Linked DNA regions of Pan troglodytes: region 2 is linked to region 1. The links are chromatin contacts, called in public Hi-C maps. All regions are on one chromosome and are shown on one strand. Each heading gives the region's core, a stretch centred on a gene start, on an enhancer-like site or on the middle of the called end of the contact. The rest is flanking DNA. Distances are from core to core; before and after follow the strand shown. Region 1 holds the start of MMAA (metabolism of cobalamin associated A). Region 2 overlaps ZNF827 (zinc finger protein 827).

The links. A called contact is a pair of places that touch in the nucleus more often than the background predicts.
Region 2: a contact with region 1 is called in a Hi-C map of stem cell-derived neural progenitor cells, with 2.3 times the contacts expected there. The contact joins the enhancer-like site here to the promoter of MMAA in region 1. A contact is called at or near these places in 1 of 7 Hi-C or Micro-C datasets (stem cell-derived neural progenitor cells) and 1 of 1 datasets of contacts at active chromatin or transcription factors (stem cell-derived excitatory neurons).

The regions. Positions count from the first base shown.
Region 1 is chr3:147,408,189-147,411,790 of NHGRI_mPanTro3-v2.0_pri, forward strand. It overlaps MMAA (metabolism of cobalamin associated A), which reads left to right and starts at 1,895. Exons shown (of 7, transcript XM_526697.9): 1 at 1,895-2,293.
Region 2 is chr3:147,595,857-147,599,458 of NHGRI_mPanTro3-v2.0_pri, forward strand. All of the region lies in intron 8 of ZNF827 (zinc finger protein 827), which reads right to left. Among named protein-coding and RNA genes, the nearest start is that of C4H4orf51, 130 kb to the left of the region's middle. Within about 2 kb of position 1,880, at least 9 of the 24 cell types and tissues checked have an H3K27ac peak or open chromatin away from gene starts, as enhancers often do. A contact at or near this core is called in stem cell-derived neural progenitor cells, where this site is marked.

The DNA.
Region 1 (3,602 bases), core at 645-3,144:
TCCAGCATTGCTAGCTACAATTTGTCCTCAACTATTTATTTTGAAAATTTTCAAATCTATAGATGAGTTAAAAGTACATTTATATACTATTCACCTGAAACTACCAACTTTTTTTTTGTTGTTGTTGTTGTTTTGTTTTTTTGAGACTGGAGTCTCTGTCGCCAGGCTGGAGTGCAGTCGCGCAATCTCGGCTCACTGCAACCTCCGCCTCCCGGGTTCAAGCGATTCTCCTGCCTCAGCCTCCGGAGTAGCTAGGACTACAGGCACGTGCCACCACACCCAGCTCATTTTTGTATTTTTAGTAGACATAGGGTTTCACCATGTTGGCCAGGATGGTTTCGATCTCTTGACCTGGTGAGCCATCCGCCTCGGCCTCCCAAAGTGCTGGGATTACAGACGTGAACCACTGCGCCCAGCCCAGGTTCAAATTTTTTAAATCCTTAAGGCTATCTAGTTGACAGCTGTCTTTAATGTAGATCAGTCCTCCTGCCTTTTTTTATTGTCTTCCTTATTAACCTTATTGAAAAGTCCGAACAAATCACATTCAGAATTTATCTGAGTGTTTCCTCACAATCAGATTCAGGTTAAACATTTTTGGCAAGAGCTCTACAAAGGTGTATTTCCCATAGTCTCATAATGACAGGTTCATATTTTCGCCAGTATTGGTGATGCTAGCAATTTTTTTCCCATGAAGCATCTATTAACATTTTGCAAAACACTAATGTTCCATGGAAATGTGTTCCCTAAGCTGTACTGTTTAGAAAACTTCTGAATAAAAAAGTGACATGCATGAAAGTGTTTGAGTTTGTAGAACGAAAAGCAGGTAAGGATTAACTCAATTTTAAAATTAACAAACTTCTTCACTTCTAAGGTAGCACAAACTGAGCTTTCATCAAACGTAACCCTTTCCGAAACAATTGTTCAGATGAGCAACGCCAAGTTTAAAGAAAGGAAGTAAACCGTCTCAAGAACTGTCATTCTGTTTGTGTTCAATAGGCTGAGATTTGAAAGGTCTGATTCTATGTTCTTTCTACTAGATCCTCGGCTTCATTTAGACTTGTGCTTAATTTTCTGTCATTGGCTATTGAGTCTACAATCTTTGGAGTAAAAGTGGTAGTCTTTTGGTCCAAATAGTAATAATGAAAATGGTGAGACCAGTAATTCATTTTTTATTATTCTGTATTCAGTAAGAATCAACCTGTATCAAATAGCTGAAAAGGCCTGAAGCCTCCCAAATGCATATCATTACACAAATTCTGTGTGAGGACTGACATCTTGGTTTCATATACTAATTATACTGCATGGGCCCCATTTATAACCATATCTACTCGTCATTTCATCCTGGCTACTGCCGATGGATGCTATCTTTATCACATTATAGCAAACATTTGGGTGATTTTTTCTCAAAAATTCTAGATTAGCATACAACGGCTTTACTACTTACACGTTATCTAAGACGTTTTTTAAGAATTAGTTACTACTCCGCCCACGCAGTGAGGTAGCAAATATTATGCCTGTTTATTTTCATCTCCATTTCAGGCTTGTGCGCCTTTCCCCCCTCGGGACTTCCCGAGGACACCCCTGCAGCAGTGAGCCCGAGTCCTGGCTTTGGCTGCATGTTAAGAAATATTAATCAAAATGAATGGGTGCCCTTTAAGAGAAAAAAACTGTGGGTCCTTCAGCCTTTAAAAACCATGCCGTGGTTTAAAAACTTAAAACTATATTTCGGCAGAACGCTGAGCATTTCTTCAAATCACTCTGAGAAGCTTGAGTGTCTTTAATTTCACCGGTCTGTCAAACGTAACGCGTCTCTCCCTCACCCCACATTTTAAGTTTCCAAGGAGCGGAAGAAGGGCCTCCGGGGGTCCCGGCCGCCGCAGGCTGCTGGGGGTGAGGGCACGACTCGGCCTCCGTCCGACTCGAGGGTGTCGCGAAGGCCAGGAGGGAACGAAAGTTACCCTCGAACTTCGGAGGCGAAAGATTTCATGTGGATCTTAAAAAGGGCAAAACCTACCCCAAAGGACGTAAACCGCCCTCCCCTCCCCCGCCAGAGAACTTCCCGGCGCAGAGCTTCCGCAGCCTGCTGCAGGCCGGGAGACCTTCACGCTCACTCGCTCTCCGCCACACGCCGGAACTGCGCGGCCACGTCCACGGGGACCCTGGCCATGCCCCGCACCGCCACCCGGCCCCAGGCGATCCCCGGGCCCCACGCGCCTGCAGTCGGCGCTGCGCCTGCGTGGGAGGATCCGGCGGAAGGGGCGGGGTCAGGTGGCACTTCCGTGGCTTCGGGCGGGTGAGTATGGGGAGTGCGCGCGGCGTCCAGGAGTCGGGACTGGGCTCCCGCCTACGGCCGCCCTCCCGCCGGGGGGCCAGCGCGGTCCTCCGGGGCGCCCCCTGGAGGATTTGGGGTGGGGGAAGGAAAAGGAGAGTATTATCGAATATTCTCCTAATATTGATGTTAGGGGTGCGGATATGTGTGGACAGGCAGGAGTCGGCAAATGGGTTCAAATGGAAGGTTTAACAAAAAAAGGCCCTGTACGTAAACAGTGTTTTAAAATTCTCATCTTGGTTAGGTTTCTCAGGTTATCTCTGAGCCACAGCAAGGCAGCTTTGTTAAGGTGGCTCTTCCCTTGTCGCTGCCAAACCCGGTAAATGGTTAACCTGAGGCCGCGTCAGAGAAAGCCACTATGACTCCTACCAAAGAGTGAAATTGAAACTCTTTTCCGGGAAATAAAATCCAGGATATAAAAGTTGGATTCAAACTAAAAGTTACAAACAGTATCTAGGTTCCGTCACATGGCGTGCCGGGCAGGGCCTAAATCTCTTTCAGCAGAGGGCATGCTGTCTTCATATGTATTTCTCATTAGAAAATGAAAGACGACCTAAACCAAAATAATATAAAAATTTTGTATTATCTGTCTTAAGAGTTGTACCCTAATCCATATGTTTAGAAAACATAAACTAATAAAACTTTTCCAACTTGGTAGAAAGCCAAAAGTTTCCAGAAAAACTGTGTGGATTATTCAGCATTTTGCTGTTGTCTACAATGTTCAGAATATTCTTTTACAATAATTTTGCACTAAATACCGGTTTGTGTTCAGGGTAACAAGAGGTTTTTAAAAAGTCAAAGACAAGGACAGGTTTTTTAAGGGCTGTATTCTATTAGGAGAGACAAAACTAGCATGAAAATTTACATATCCATAAGAAATGTAAATCACCATTTGAGATATTTGAAGATGTCAAAAGAAAACCTTTATTTAGAATGGAAAGAGCTGGTGAATGCTCGAAACATTTACCATTTAGCTGATTGTTGCCATGTGGGAATGGGGGTCTCTCAAACGCAGGTCCGATTTTCTCCAACACAGGCCAAAGATCTGTATTTTTACGTATTTTTTCTTGATTTTTAATGTTACTTGCAACCAATTTAGTTAACACACACCTTCTGTGGGTGGGCCAGGTGCAACTAGTTTGTGACCTCTGCAGATTTTCACCTTAGTACAGTCCTACACTTACACAATGGTTCAGTTAAAGATTTTTTGACTTTACAGTGGGTTTATCCAGACACAGACCCGATTGTAAGATGAAGACTCTTTGTATTCAGA
Region 2 (3,602 bases), core at 630-3,129, 190 kb after region 1:
AGCCACTGATATCCTTTTTCTAACTGAACTCCTTTGTTAGGAAATTAAACAGATATAACAGAAATTAGAATGCTTATTATACATTTTGATATAACGACTGAAAATACCCTCCCACGGCAGCTATTATTTTATTAATTATACCTAAGTCACTGATACTTATGAGACCAATGATGCAATGAGACAGTACAACAGACTGTCCCATTGAACACTCTATTTTCAACAACCAAGATAGAGAAAATGGCGTGCAGTTCTTCTATCACACCTAGTGCCCTAAGATTAATTTAATTCATGAATCTCCCTTGCAAGGTTAAAAATAAGTAACCACCCTCAAACTTCAATCATTCCTTGAGTAAGCTTCGTGAACCTCCAAATGGAAATGACTGTGATCATAGTCGTATTTCATACAAGGATTTCACATCTTTATTAATAACTTACAGGATGTGTAACTTTAACGTTTCTGAAATGACTCTGCCAAAATTTGTTGGAATTTCACCTTCTGGGGAGTCTTTTCCTGACCACTGTTTTTTACACAAGATTGTTGTACAAGATGTTTAGCAGTCTCTGACAAAGACCTATCCTGTGTATAACCATAATTATTAAGCTTACGGCCTATTAACTCAGAGCACCATGAATCTTACCTTTGTTCCTTAACATCTTACTCCCTCTAAACATTTAATTTTTCTTTATAGAAGTGTTTCATGCTCATTATAGAAAACTAGAAGAAGAGAGACAAGGTGGTGGTAGGGGGAAACAAAACTAAAACCCTCAATCAGAGTTCCCATCATCACCCAAAGATAACTTTCATTTTTCTTTTTCATGTCCCAGTGCTTTTTTTTTTGAGACGTAGTCTCGCTCTGTCGCCCAGGCTGGAGTGCAGTGGCGCCATCTCAGCTCACTGCAACCAACGCCTCCCGGGTTCAAGCAATTCTCTGCCTCAGCCTCCCAAATAGCTGGGATTACAGGCGCCCACCACCACGCCCAGCTAATTTTTGTATTTTTAGTAGAGATGGGGTTTCACCATCTTGGCCAGGCTGGTCTTGAACTCCTGACCTCGTGATTCGCCCGCCTTGGCCTCCCAAAGTGCTGGGATTACAGGCATGAGCCACTGTGCCAGGCTGCTTTAAAAAAAAAAACAAAAAAACAAACAAAAAAACACCCAAAAAACAAAAAACATTAATTACTATGAAAGGCATGGCAAGTCTTAGTATGACACCAGTGATGATATTTTTAAAATACCACATTTTCGAGTGATAAAAGTAACAGTTGGGAGATAGACCAGAGTGCTTTAAAAATTAACATTTTCATAAAAATGAAAAACAATTTGACCAAAAATTGTGTCAGAAATAACTTTCACATACCGAAAGCTTGCCTACATGTTAAAAGCATTTGCAAGAGTACACATTTTTTTTTTTTCCTGAGTAAACTTTCCCCTTGTTTTTCTGTGGGTGCAAGTGACTATACAGTACATAGAAAATTAGTGAGCAAAAAAAAAAATAATTAGGATGAGTCATCTTACCTTTTAAGTCATCTTGCCACAAAATGGTTACCTACAATCCACATAACCAATTAATTCCTGCCTCCATAATCTAACAAAGACAGCCAGAATTTGGATCTAATCTTTTTTTATAAATCATTCTACCTCCAGGCTATCCCACTCCCTCATTATCCTGTTTCCTGGCCTCTTTCCCATTCCTATAATACAGCTGATTTCCCTGATAACCTCAGCACAGGCCCCTTTCCCAGGACCCTCCCCCATCATGAATCTTTCAAGCCTAATTCCATTGAAGTTAAAAAAGAAGCAACTCATTTGAGTGACTCATTCCTAGATACTTAGGGCGGAGAAACTAGATTCTGCAGCTGGATGAGTCATTTTGACTGGAAAGCCCCGATAGGAAAGAGGTTCTGTAGAGTGCATACAACAGAGGATGGGGAAATTATGAAGGTAGTAGGTACAGATAAACGCAGAACATTCAAATAGTGTTCCTTAGTCTGAAGCACTTTGATACCTTAAAGAGGAGTTCTACTTTGCAAATACCACTTTACAAGATTTTTTCCCAACATTTTCATTGAAAATATCTCCATTTACTTTAGCTGCTTTTAGGTCTACCATTTTTCTGGAGTCACAGTTATGTATTTGTTTGTTTTTTAATTTTATTTTTTAGAGGCAGTATCTCTCTGACACCAAGGCTGGAGTGCAGTGGCTTGATCTTATTAACAGCTCACTGCAGCCTTGAACTCCTGGCCTCAAGCAATCCTCCTGCTTCAGCCTCCCAAGTAGCTGGGACTACAGGTATACACGACCATACATGGCTAATTTTTAAATTTTTTGCAGAGGCGGGGTCTTGCTACATTGCCCAGGCTGGTCTTGAACTCCTGGCCTCGAACAATCCTCCTGCCTTGGCTTCCCAAAGCATTGGGATTACAAGTGTGAGCCACTGTGCCCAGCCTAGCGTCATATTTAAATGTGGTTCTGCCAAAGTGGATTTTGTCCAAAGCTCCAGGAATATCCTCATGATAGAAACTTCCAGAGAGAGTTGGTGTCAAGCATTCAGTATGAGAATATACAAGATATTTTCTCCTTTGTTCAAAATGAAACTAACTTATTGGTGTTTTCTGATTGAAACCACCTTTGCAAAGATGATGACAGTGAGAGAAGTCCAGCATGGCTGACTCCATTCTTGCTTCTGGCCTCACAGACTGGCTGCCTTTGCTTTTTCCTGGGCCTAGGGCAGGCTAACCATGGGGAGAATTTAGTTTATAATTTAACTTTGAAACAATGATGATAATAGTCCCTCCCTAAAACTAATGCCCTCCTGGCTCACGGACTGAAAACTAATAAAAGTCCACAAGACTAGGATTATGAGAAGGGTCTGAATTCTAAAATGAAGGTGTAGTTTCTATAATCCCTTACTGCTCAGGAGTCACGTGGCCAGAGGTCACAAGATGTGTCTTCCCCAGTTGCTTCTATAGATAACATCACTATTGTAGCATCTAAGATTGGTCTTTTGAGATGTTTTTCAGACAGCATTCTGGCAACTGACTGACCCCACCCAGACCCATGACTCAACCAGTCCTGTGGCCCCCATCCAGAGGTGGACTCAGCACATGAGGACCATTTTCTATACCCCTATGATTTCATCTCCAACCAATCAGCAGCACCCATTCCCTAGCCCCCTGCCCACCAAATTATCCATAAAAAACCTGGGCTCTGAGTTCCTGGGGAGACTTATCTGAGTGATAACTCCAGTCCTCCTGCTAGGCTGCCCTGCATTAATTAAACTCTTTACTGCAATAACAGGGTCTCAGTGAATTGGTTTTGTCTGTGCAGCAGGCAGGAAGGACCCATCAGGCAATTACATGATTATGAAAGTAACATATACTTCTTATAAAAATGGAAATTCATAAAATATAAGTATAAATTACTTGACATGCCAACTAAACTGAGGAAAAGCTAACATTTCTAGATTTATTCTTTCTGCTCTTTTTTTCCTGCATGCCCACCGTTTTACAAATCATGGTATCATACCATTCATGTGGATTTGTAACCTGCTTTATAGTTTCACAAACTGTATGAAAAACTCATTTAACTCTGGCTTCTGGTT